2 separate regions of the Ovis aries genome follow, and region 2 is linked to region 1. The links are chromatin contacts, called in public Hi-C maps. All regions are on one chromosome and are shown on one strand. The core of a region is the stretch at or near the end of the contact, and the rest is flanking DNA. Distances in the headings are between cores, read along the strand shown. Region 1 has its middle 23 kb from the start of TARBP1. Region 2 overlaps LOC132658655 (a long non-coding RNA gene).

The links. A called contact is a pair of places that touch in the nucleus more often than the background predicts.
Region 2: a contact with region 1 is called in a Hi-C map of muscle, with 4 times the contacts expected there. The contact joins two enhancer-like sites. A contact is called at or near these places in 3 of 16 Hi-C or Micro-C datasets (blood, muscle and skin fibroblasts).

What each region holds. Positions count from the first base shown.
Region 1 is chr25:6,671,970-6,678,521 of ARS-UI_Ramb_v3.0, forward strand. No RefSeq gene overlaps it. Among named protein-coding and RNA genes, the nearest start is that of TARBP1, 23 kb to the left of the region's middle. Within about 2 kb of position 2,277, at least 49 of the 54 cell types and tissues checked have an H3K27ac peak or open chromatin away from gene starts, as enhancers often do. A contact at or near this core is called in muscle, where this site is marked.
Region 2 is chr25:6,992,149-6,998,700 of ARS-UI_Ramb_v3.0, forward strand. LOC132658655 (a long non-coding RNA gene) reads right to left here. Exons shown (of 2, transcript XR_009598568.1): 2 at 402-2,628. Among named protein-coding and RNA genes, the nearest start is that of IRF2BP2, 210 kb to the left of the region's middle. Within about 2 kb of position 4,158, at least 24 of the 54 cell types and tissues checked have an H3K27ac peak or open chromatin away from gene starts, as enhancers often do. A contact at or near this core is called in muscle, where this site is marked.

The DNA of each region.
Region 1 (6,552 bases), core at 1,027-3,526:
TGATCTAAATAGGCATTTCTCCAAAAAAGACATACAGATGGCCATAAAGCACATGAAAAGATGTTCAACACTGCTAATTATTAGAGAAATACAAATCAAAATTACAATGAGGTACCACCTCACACTCTTCAGAATGGCCAGCATCAAAAAGTCTACAAACAATAAACGCTGGAGAGGGTGTGGAGAAAAGGGAACCCTCCTACACTGTTTATGAGAAGATACAGTTCTGAAAAATAAAACCAGTATTCTTGGAACAGGCTTCGCAAACACTAGTGTGGGCAAAAAATGAAGCAGATACTCTGAGAATGTAGAGATGCCGTGAAGCAAGCCTTGGGAAATGTTGGATTCCGAAGGCTGGAGAAGAGAACCTAAGCATGCCCCAGGTAGTGGAAAGAAGGAGGCTCTTGTGCCCAGGTCTGTGCGATCATGACAGGGACAGGAGGACCCGGGGACATGAGACGCTGGATGTCCAGAGCTGAGTGCTTCCCAAGGATCGTTATCTCTGTTTCTAGGAGAATCTGAGACATCAAGCATCCAGTCGTAGAAGAACGAAGGGAATTTAGAACACCTGGCCCTTGGTGTCTTCCTTCGGGATCCCCTATGATCACTCCCAACAGAATTTAAAAGCCCACAGTATACTCCTTTAATGGGAATACCAGACCACCTTATCTGCCTCCTGAGAAACCTGTATGCAGGTCAAGAAGCAACAGTTAGAACTGGACACGGAACAACAGACTGGTTCAAAATTGGGAAAGGAGTACATCAAGGCTGTATACTGTCACCCTGCTTATTTAGCTTATATGCAGAGTACATCATGAGAAATGCTGGGCTGTAGGAAGCACAAGCTGGAATCAAGATTGCCAGGAGAAATATCAATAACCTCAGACATGCAGATGACACCACCCTTATGGCAGAAAGCGAAGAACTAAAGAGCCTCTTGATGAAAGTGAAAGAGGAGAGTGAAAAAGTTGGCTTAAAACTCAACATTAAGAAGACAAAGATCATGGCGTCCAGTCCCAGCACTTCATGGCAAATAGATGGGGAAACAATGGAAACAGTGAGAGACTTTATTTTCTTTGGCTCCAAAATCACTGCAGATGGTGATTGCAGCCATGAAATTAAAAGACACTTGCTCTTTGGAAGAAAAGCTCTGACCAACCTAGACAGCATATTAAAAAGCAGAGACATTACTTTGCCAACAAAGGGTCCTTTATTCAAAGCTATGGTTTTTCCAGTAGTCATGTATGGGTGTGAGAGCTGGACTATAAAGAAGGCTGAGTGTCAAAGAAACAATGCTTTTGAATTGTGGTGCTGGAGAAGACGCTTTAGAATCCCTCGAACTGCAAGGAGCTCAAATCAGTCAATCCTAAAGGAAACCAACCCTGAATATTCATTGGAAGGACTGATGCTGAAGCTGAAGCTCCAATACTTGGCCACCTCGTTAGAAAAGATCCTGCTGGTGGAAAAGATTGAAGGCAGAAGAAGAAGGGGACAACAGAGTACGAGATGGTTGGATGGTATCACCAACTCAATGGACATGAATTTGAGGAAGCGCTGGGAGATGGTAAAGGACAGGGAAGCCTGGCGTGCTGCAGTCCAAGGGGTCGCAAATAGTTGGACACGACTGAGCAACTGAACAAAATTGCTCCTTCCGTGAAATGACTGCAGATCAATGGTGTAAAAGCCCGGATGGTGCCCGCAATGTCACCTCCTGGCCACCAGATGGCGCGCGGCATCCACAGTGCACTTGCGCGGCCTCTGCCTGCCCCAGCGCTGGCCCGGGGCCCAGAGGAAATGTGTTTGTGTGTCTCCTCTTAGGGAGCGCCCTGCAACGTTTTTACACTTTAGAAAGCTCATCGGCAGAGGAGCATGTGAAACGGCACACGGCACAGCTGTGCTCTTCCTGTCCTGTCCCTGGCGGGGACACGTCAGCAGCATTTCCCCTTGTCTGTAGAATTTTGGAGCCTTCTTGCCCATTTGTTCTCAGAACTGGAGCTAGACGCGGGGAGGACTTTGCTTCCATTTTGAAACCCACAATCCTGCTGGGAAAGAAGAGGAAAAAAATATCCCAAGATTGTGTATGAGGGCAGGCACGTTGCTGGCGTGAAAACAAACTGCCAAAACTTTGTTACTCTGGTATTCTGTCAGCTAACACAGTGGGGTGGAAGATTTCGACGTCATCCCAGACCTCAGCCCCGAAGAGTTAATGATGTTACTCATGCCACTGGGGCCAGGAAGAAAGACTCGCATTTTTGGGTGGTTGCTGCTTGCCCAGAGCTGTGGAATGAGCTGTGAGGCTGAAGGCCAAGGGACTTGGGCCACCCATGCAGTGAAATAATCCCCCAGAAATGCGCTGCCTGGAGTGGAAATGAACAGTCATTCCAGGGCATTTACTAAATATTACGGACAGTCATTCAGGCTACAGTTGGTTGGACTCTCAACACTGCAAATCTCACATTTGGGATACATTACGCAGATACCAGGAAATAATCGAAATCAAACAATGGTCAAGTTCTGGGTCATAAGCAGTGAGGCCTCTTCTTATTTTCTGTTCCAATAGCAATGTATAATTAATAACCTAGTTTTTGACTGGAAGGAATATTTCAATACATGGGTGATGCTTTCAGAAGGGCCTCAGCGAGTCACTTTTTATTTCCTTCTTTCTTTGTCTTTCTGAAGTAGGGCCCTGGAAGGGAAGACAAAGGCAATATTCAAATATGACCTACATTTTTGACCCAATCAGAAACTTGTGTGAATCAAGACAAGCAAAACCTTGGCACCTACTCTTTGTCTGGCACCCTGTCCCATGTCTGAAAAGTACTTTATTATTTCATCTTCCTGACAACGACTTAGTATTTGGCATTGCCTCAGGTTTTCAGATGAGAAATCTGGGCTCAGAGAGGTTAAGTAGCTCGCCAGAAGTCACACAGCCAGTAAATGTGAGAGCTAGAAAATAGACACAGGTATTTTGGACTTGAAGGCCTGGGTTTGTTCTCCTTTGTCAAGGCATTTCATTGACTCACAGAACCTTTGAGTTGGGAGAAGTTTGGGAGGTCATTTAGATAAACCCTCTAAATCATGCAATAATCCCTTCCCCACTGTTCACTATAATTGTAAATGTAAATGTGCCTGGAATCAAAAGCTGAAGCTTAGAAAGAAAGAAGAGCAAGACTTCAGAATGCAGACAGAGGGCCTAAATAAATGAAATAGATTTTGTTTCAATTTTATTTAAATATTTTTAAAAATGGATAATACACACAAGTGGGATGGTCATAATATTCTCACGTGCCTCTGTGCTATAACTAAAAATGATGCAGAGGAATGCTACTATCTCAGAACACCTTTCTGAACCAGAAAGCTAACTTTCTGGTAAAAAGCTCCCCCTCTGTACTGGAGACAGGTAACTGCAGGCATGAGGGTAGGGGACTGGCCTCAGGCCACAGAGCAAGCCGGTGGCAGAGCTAGAAATAGAACTGATGGCTGTGTGTCCTAGCTCTGCCCTGCCACCTCACACTTAGTCCCTTGTCATGACCAGCCCTGTGTGAATTTGGTAAGGAAACCCAACACTGGGTTTCGGTTTTCATTACACACCGGAAACTTGGCCTGAGATCACTAAAAAGTTCACTGTGGTTTGTGAACCTTTCAAACAGATGGAGCCAGGTTTCTGCCATGCGCCTGCCCCCGCCAATGCCAGGGGGGGATTTATGGGGCTGAGCGGGAACCAGGTACAATTCCATAGCCTCAGCAGTGCCGTGTCCCAGGTACGGGCGGCCTGGGGTGACACTGCAGGCCAGGAGCCTCTGCAAATCACAGCTGCTACAGTTTCTCTCCACTCCAGCTGGGGAGAGAGAGAAAAGGAGGGAATGATTTAGGAGGTGTGCATATTCATTTGCAAACAAAGTTATGGAAGTCGCTAGTGAGATTTATATTGGTAATTAAGTGATAATGGCTGTGTAAAGCTGCTTGAGTTGGATTCCTGGAAAAAACTGGAGGGACTGAGGCTCTTTTGAGAAATGTCTTATTGTTTAGCATTTTCAGAAACAATTTGGGTTTCTATAGTACTTAAAAAAAAAATTATTGAACGTTGCTTTACAAGATTGTGTTAGCTTCTGCTCTACAGCACAGTGAGTCACCTATACGTGTGCATATATCCCCTCTCTCTTGGACTTCCTTCCTGTTTAGGTCCTCACAGAGCACTGAGTAGAGTTCCCTGTGCTACGCAGTAGATGCTCATTAGCCATCTATTTTATGCATGCATGCTTAGTCCCTCAGTCGTGTTCAGCTCTTTGAGACTGCTGGACTATATCCTGCCAGGCTCCTCTGTCCGTGGGATTCTCCAGGCAAGGATACTGGAAGGGGTAGCCATTCCCCTCTCCAGGGGATCTTCCTCATCCAGATATCAAACCCGGATCTCCTGCGTTGCAGGCGGCTTCTTCACCACTGAGCCACCAGGGAAGCCCACCTATCTTACGCGTACTATCAACTGTGCCTATATGTCAACCCCAATCTCCTACTTCGTCCCACCCTACCTCTTGCCCCTTGGTGTCCATAGGTTTGCTTTCTATGTCTGTGTCTCTGTGTCTGCTTTGTAAATAAGATCGTCTATATCATTTTTACAGATTCCACATATATATATGTTAATATGCAGTATTTGTTTTTCTCTTTCTGACTTCTTCAATTTGTATGACAGTCTCTAGGCCCATCTGTGTCACTACAAATGAACTAATTTCATTCCTTTTTGTGGTTGAATAATATTTCATTGTTTATTTGTACCATATCTTCTTTATCCCTTCCTCTGTTGATGGATATTTAGGATGTTTCTGTGGCCTGGTTATTGTAAATAATGCTGCAATGAACACTGGGGTGCAAGTGTGACCTCACTACCTGGGGTTTATTATACTCATATAGTATTTTATAGCCACTAACTAGTAACTCCTCAAAACACCCTTGTGAGGCAGGCCACTGGGCCAGCCTATATTGGCAGATCCCAGGGATGGGCTATCTGTACGTGAGGCCTGGATTAGTTCCACTTACTCCTGTCCCAGGCCAGGGAAGGAAGGTCGAGAAGATGTCCTTCAAGTGACATGGCCAAGTAGGGAACGTCTTGTTTTGGTTTAAATCACGAAGACCCTCTGTACAACCAGCTTGAAATTATCCAGTTTGATTGAGGGAATTAGGAGAACTCTGAAGAAACTAGGTTCCAAGACCATGCAAAGACCTTGCAAGAATTCAAGTTCAAACGACTATGGAAGACAGAAATGATTCTCTTCCCTTGCTGGCTGGCAATGGTGGCCTGAATATCCACGAGGCCGGGGATGGGGAATAAAGGAAAGTATTCTCTAAATATTCTCCAAAATATTAAATATATCATCAAATATATATAAATACATATGACATATACTTTTGTATATTATAATTATGTTTTAATTATATATTATGAGATATATACATACAATGTATTATGAGATATATGATATGTGTTATAAATTTGTGTATATAATTTGTCAATATAAATTATATGTAGAGAGACGTTCTCTTGTGAGAACACGTGTGCTCTGTAATGAGTTAGATCTCTTTCAGAAAACTGGACTGAGGTGTTCTTATTTTTCTTCTTTCCCTTAATGGTGGAAGTCTAAATAAATATTCAGTTCCGAGACTAAGAGTGGAAGAAACAGTCCCTACTTATGCTGGTTTAACTTAATGATTTTCCACCTTCATGACAGTTCAAAAGCAACATGCAGGGCTTCCCTGGTGGTGCAGTGGTTAAGACTCCACAGTTCTATTGCAGGGAGCACGGGTTCAATACCTGCTCCGGGAACTAAGATCCTGAAAACTGAGCAGTACAGCAAAAACAAAACCAAACCAAACAAAAACCAATAGGCATTCAGTAGAAAAAGAAGTTCAGATTTTGAATTGCGATCTCTCCCCAGGCTAGTGATTTGGGTCACGACCCTCCATCCTCGCTGGTGATGCTGGGCGACGAGCAGCAGCTCCCGATCAGCCTCGTTGTCATGAGTGTTCACAGTCAATACATTTACAACCATTGAGTCCCCAGATAACTATTTTGTTTTCCGCCCTCAGTACAGTATTCAACCAATTGCATGAGCTATTCAACACTTTATCATGAAATAGGTTTTGTGTTAGATGATTATGCTCAACTGCATCCGATGGGTTTAAAGGGGCGTGACCCCATCGTGAGTCAAGCAGTACCTTTTGAATATTCAAGGTGAAGCTTGCTTATAGGAAATACTGAAAACCCCATCTTGTCACAGGTTTGTTGCCTTTCAGGGTTTTAAAATGCTCCTTCAATTCTTGCAGCCATACGAGCGGGCTTGCAGGTATATATGTTTGTAAGCTGAGGACAGGGACTTCCCAGGACTGGTTTTATTACAGTGCACCTTAGTTAAGTGAAGGAGGGTCAGTGTGACTCTTCCCATCCCATCTTTGGGGTATGTATCTCTTGCCAGCATCTCTGAACAAACCTCATAGTGCAAGACTGGAGAGGGACTACTTTTGGAGGCTGTGACAATCTGATGAATGTTCAGTGGAAAG
Region 2 (6,552 bases), core at 2,908-5,407, 320 kb after region 1:
CAGCAGTGTGTATATGTTAACCCCAAACTCCTAATTTTTCTACCCCACTGCCAACCGACACTATCCCCCTTAGTAACTTTAAGTTTGTTTTCTACATCTATGAGTCTATTTCTGTTTTGTATAATAAATAAGCTCTTTGTAACATTTTTACAGATTCCACATATAAGTGATATCACAGGATATTTGTCTTTCTCTGACTTACTTCACTTCTGATGATCACCTCTAGGTCCATCCATGTTGCTACAAATGGCATTATTTCATTCTTTTATGGCTGAATAATATTCCATGGTATATATGCACCATGTCTTTATCCATTCATCTGTTGATGGACATCTTGCTTGCTTCCATGTCTTAGCCATTGTAAATAGCACTGCTGTGAACATTAGAATGCATGCATCACTTCAAATTAGAGTTTTCTCTGGATATATGCCCAGGAGTGGGATTACTGAATCATATGGCAAATCTATTTTTAGTTTTTGAGGACACTCCATACTGTTTTCCGTAATGGCTGCACCAATTTGCATTCCCACCAACAGTGAATGGGATGGGGGTCTGCCTTGCTATTTTGAACCAGCCTGAGGCTACAGGTTCAGGGAAGGGATTCCTCCAGGCTTTTGACATGTTATTCCGCCACGGCCTCCTCCCTAACAACATAAGCAGGAAGTTTTGTGGGTTTTTTTTGTTTTTGTTTTTTTTTCCAGGAGGAGTGCATTATATTTTATTAATGTTAATCCTTGATTAAACAGCTGGTCCATTTCCTGGGATGGTGAGGGTTGCCCTATAGGAGGCATGAGGATGCATCCACATGCATTTGCAGAAGGGGCAGGGGAAGGGGTCGGGGGACTGCAATTTGATGGGGAGGAAACTTGGGGAGTTAACCAGTTCACACGGAGAAAAGAGTCTGATGCCTTTTTACTTACCAGCAAAGCTCTCATCTCTGGTTAAATAAACTGGCCATGATGGGAAACCATGTGGCTGTTAAAAGGAATGAGTGTGGGCAGAGTTGGTTTTTGTGTAAAAAGAAAGCATTTATACATGCTTGTTAGTAAACATGGAGTATTTCTGAAAGGATTTACCCAAACTGTTAACCATAGTTGCTGATCCAAGTCTCTAAGTCAGGTTGGCAGGGGAGGGGGCACCCAGCATGTGGCAGAAGCTCCACATTAGAGCTGTCTGTACACTGGCAATTTTTGCAATGACCTATATTGCTTTGATGACAATAGCTTTTCGGATGGTAGCAGACAGTGGGAAAATATTTTAAAGCCCATGTCAGTGCCCCAGGAATATTAGTCCATGAGACATATGCTTAGAGTGAGAGGTTCATTTGTATTTACATAATAATCACAATACATAATCCATATTACATAATAATCATGATGACATACTTGTCTTTACATAATAATTATACAGAATGCAGGTTGCCTAATAATCATTATGAAACCTTCAGCAGAAGTACAGGCATGGATAAAGCATTCGTAATCAGGAAGGGATGAGACTGAATTGCCCTTGCTCTCCCCAAAGTGAGCGAGCCCCTCACTCACTGGCTGTAATCACCATCACGGCTTGTGTCAAATGCTCAACTAGTCTTATCACAGACATTAGCTCTGATCCTCTCAAGAACTCTCGAAGATGGATTCTGTCTCTGTTTTACAGAGGAGGAAATTGAGGCTTCGGAAGGTCAGCCCATCATTGTGCTAGAGAAACTAAGTGTCCAGTAGCACCCACGTTCTCCCACCCCCATTATAGAAGCCTCAGTGGGATTACATCTCCCAGGCCTCCAGCTCAAGGAAATGGAGTAGAAGCAATTTCAGGCTCACAGGGTGAAATGTACCCTCTCCCTCACCTTCCAGCTTGTGCAAAGGTCTCCAAGGCCCCGGCAGATGGGAGAGCTGTAGCTGAAAGGAGTCTGGCTCCTCAAATCAGCACCTGAGGGGAGTTGTCCACCACCCTGAACCGGATATAAACATCAGTGTTGAGGACCTGAAATCTGAGGGTTTGTTGCCTCTGTGAAAATTCCCTAAAATAATACAACTGCTGAAACGTAACATCAGATACCATCCAATCACAGAGGATAGAGGATCGGGCCAGGATACCAGAGCCATTGGCCTTAAACCTTCTAATGCAGGGTTCTAATGCATGGGTTCCATCCCTGGCCTGGGAATTAAGCTCCTACATGCCTCATAAACTTAAATTGTTGTTGCTATTTAGTCACCAAGTCGTGTCTGACTCTTTGTGACTCCAGGATCAGCAGCTCACCAGGCATCCCTGTCCTTCACTATCTCCCAGAGTTTGCTCTAACTCATGTCCACTGAGTCAGTGATGCCATCCAACCATCTTATCCTCGGTTTCCCCCTTCTCATATTGCCCTCAATCTTTGCCAGCATCAGGGTCTTTTCCAACAAGCTGACACTTCACATCAGGTGTCCAAAGTATTGGAGCTTCAATTTCAGCATCAGTCCTTCCAATGAATGTTCAGGATTGATTTCCTTTAAGACTGACTGGTTTGATCTTTCTGCAGTCCAAGGGGCACTCAAAGAGTCTTCTCCGGCACCACAACTTGAAGCATCAATTCTTCAGCACTCAGCCTTCTTTATGGTCCAACTCTCACATCTGTACAAACCTGAATAACTATGCAAAAAAAACAGCAACAACAACTGATCATATCTGGCACCACATACAAAGATTAACTAACATGGACATAGACCCAAAATGTAAAACATAAAAAGAATTTTTTAAAAAAGGGATATGTACTGATAACCCTCCAAATAAGAAAGAAGCCAGTGGAGGAGAGAGGATTCAAGTGGTCACAGGTGACTTTGGAGGCACACTGAGAGCTGTTCACTAACGCCTGCTCTGCTGGATGGCACAGTGTCGGGGGAGAGAGTGTGCTGGTGATGGACTTCACATCTGTGTGAAGACCAAGCCACCTCCCACTTCTACAAAGACGCCAGGGCTGGCTGGTGGTCAGAAAACAGAAGCGAGGCTCAAACCCCAGAGACAAATGAGGAACTGTCAAGTCAAAACCAGAGTCCACTGGGGAATGAAAGCTGTGTGCTTGTGTGGTAAGCCTGCAGAGAGGTGCTTGTCTAATATTTTCCAAGACCTAAGCTTTTTTTTTTTTTTTTCAAAATCCTATACAAGGAAATGTTACAGAGGCCCCGTCACAGCAATTGCTTCACAAACGTCGCATCAGTTTCCGTGGTAATATTAGCATTTAACTCTACTACAGAACCGATGCAGACATTCTGGAAACTCGAGCAATTAATTTCCGTTTTCAATTCTACACGATTCATTGATGTATCAATAAGATCCTGTGAAATTGAAGAAGGTAATCAGTAATATTATTTTAAGAAGAAATGACTAAAATTTTTTTAAATGAAAAGAATTTTTTTTCCTATTCGACTTTTTGAAAGCTAGTATAAGCTGGACCATTTCTTGATTAAGTAGCATGAGTGCATTTATCAGTGGTATCATTTTCTGATTTCTAACGACATTATTCTCTGTACATTGATATCCTAACAAGAGGATGTTTCCCTTCCATTTGTAGGAGATATTCACACTTTATCCCAGGCTGTCTTCTGGAGTGAGACTATAACAGAGATCAGACCAGCCCTTGTGGAATGTATATTTTGGTGGAATAAGTAGCGGACTCCATCAATAGAAGGTTGGGTTTGAGAGTTTGGGATTAGCAGAGGCAAACTATTATATATGGGATGGATAAACAAGGCCCTACTGTACAGCATAGGGAACTGTATTCAATATCCTGTAATAAACCATAATGGAAAAGAATAGAAAAAAAAAAAGAAGTGAACCCAAGAAAATGAGTTCTTTTTCTCATGGCAATAAGCTGCCCAGAGCTGACTCCTGCTCAGCAGACCACACCCACTGTAAATTACACATTTCACTGCATAAACAAGTGCCCCAATAATACAGCTGGGAAACTTGACCCAGGTCAAGTTTCAACTGACTTCAGGTCTTTCCCTAAGCCCAGTGAGGGCTCCCAGCACATGACAGATCTCAAATAGAACCAGTGACTCAAAAGCAGTTGGTGAGATGGCCCTCTGGCAAGAGTCTGATTGGCCCCAGTGGAAAGCTGTTAGACAGCCCAGCTCAGAGCCCGAGTCTGGAGGGAGTCCACAGGGCCTGGTTTCTGGCAGGCAGCTGGGCTGAAGGAATAGCAGGTCTCTCTGCATGATCACACGTGAAGCCCTGGGAAATGCACAGCCTAGGGACCCAGCAGGCTCAGGCCCACCTGCGAGCTTCTGACCTCACCACACCACCACCCACGGAGGGAGGCTGTTCGGTGTTTCCAGGGAGTAGCAGCCTCTTAAGCACTACAACAATGTCAGCAGACTTAAATTGATTAATATCACACATTGTGATGGACTCTTCCAAAAAAAAAAAAAAAAAAAACGGTTCTAAAACAGTTGAGCAATTGCAGAGCTGAGGGCATTAGGAAAAGTTGACTATCTTACACCAGGCCAGCCAAGCAGTGAATCAGTCAGGGACAAGGCTGAGATGTTCATTTTTGTACAACAGATTTCCTTCGATTAAAAAAGCAATGGGCGAAGCAGACGAAAAAGGACAAATACCACATGATTCCACTTGTAGGAAGTACTGAAAGGAGTCCAGTTCATAGAGACAAAGAGTAGAAGGGTGGTTACCAGGGTGGAAATGGGGAGTTGTTATTTAATGTGTACAGGGCTTCAGTTTGGGGAGATGACAAAGTTGTAGAGATGGATGGGGTGATGGTTGCACAACGAGAACGTACTTGCTAACACCGATGAATGGCTAAAATGGTAAGCTTTATGTTACGTCTACTTTATCATGCACACAAAAAGTTGTGGAACTAGTCATTGGGATTGTTTTTTGGCTGTTCCAAATGTGGGATCTTAGTTACCCAACTCAGAATCAAACGTGTCCCCTGCGTTGGAAGCTTGTAGTCTTAACCACTCCACCAGGGAAGTCCCTCATTGTAATTCTTTAATTAGATCATTTGAAGATTAGTTGGGTCTCATTTAGTACTTTCTTTCTGTATATGTGCTGGCCTCCCCACAAGGCATTGTACCTTGGGATTGATAAGGGCAGGGACTATTTATAATTTACCTTTTTAGACCCACAGAAACTAACACAAAACCTGAAGGAGCATAATACTAAATAGATGTTATTTGAACCAAAAAAAAAAAAAAGGACAATCAGAATTTCCTCATTGACAAAGGTCATAATACTACATGGTGTTTTTTTTTTCTAAAAAGATGTTCACAGAATAGTAAAAACAACAAAACCAATAAATGTTATCGAATGTTTTGCATTCAGAGTAAATAAGGTTTTTAATCCAAAACAACCAAAAAATCAGTTGTACTTCAAGCAAATGATTTTTTAGAGAATAGCAGAAAAAAAATAAGAAAAAAGTTAAGTATATATATATATATATATATATATATATATATATAGAGAGAGAGAGAGAGAGAGAGAGAGAGAGTCATACTGAAAGTTTCCTACCTAAATTACCCATGTAGCCCTGACTTTAATAAGAAGTAAAAATGATGACTGCATGGATAAATGAATGACTTTCCTTCTTGGTCCACAGGGCTGTATTTTCCCTGTCTGGCTATCAGAGCATTCCATGCCACGAGCCTTGCAGGTCCTTGGAGAGGTACTGCTGCTGCTGCTGCTAAGTCGCTTCAGCAGGAACCAACTAATGTCCTCCCAGTTTAGATATCTCTTTCCTGGGTAGCTCCCTTCTGCAGGGTGAGACAGGAAATGATCACCAGCTGCCCTCCCAGCTGACTCAGCCATGAAAGCTTTTATGGGAATCTGTCTTCACTTCTCTGGTGCCTCTTTGGGTGAAGACTTTCTCATTTTCTGATAAACCAGAGCTTGAAGGGGCTGAAATTTTTCAACAGCTAAAGGAAGAAACAGCAGAGAGAAACCCTGGCATTATTCGAAGCTAGAGAGCATTCGTGGCACAGGGAACCGAAATGCCTCTCTCCTCCTGTTTTCCCTTCGGTGCTGAGCAACCCTCTTGGTGTCCTCAAATTCCTAAGATTTTTTTAAACATCTCACATTTTGATACTAAATAAATCCAGCCATTTGTGCACTTCAGTCATTTTTAGCAAAGAGTAAGTACATTAGCTGTTTTCTTTGCAGAACAAAACCAAAGTCTCATCTAAATCAAAGACACCTATAAAAATAAGGAGCACTTTCTTATAAGTACAAAAGAACCACCATGAATTTGGCCAGGGCTCCTGGCCTGCATCATAAGATGTTTCTAACATCTAGAGAGATGTCAAAATATGTTATCATAATGAGAATGCTTTTTCTGAGCTCAGAAATTCAGAATGACAGGAACTATCATTTGTGGCAATATCATGAAGGAGAATCTAACAAAACCTCCAGCCACAAAATACCTAGATATGATGCCTACAGAAATAACAAACATGGTTTTAAGAGCGCAGCTGAGATCAGTAAAGGAAATCCCTGAGACTGGAGCAGGTGCTGACAGTTTGGCTGCCCAGGCAATGGGAGCTCTGGCAGGGAAGAAAAGTCGCC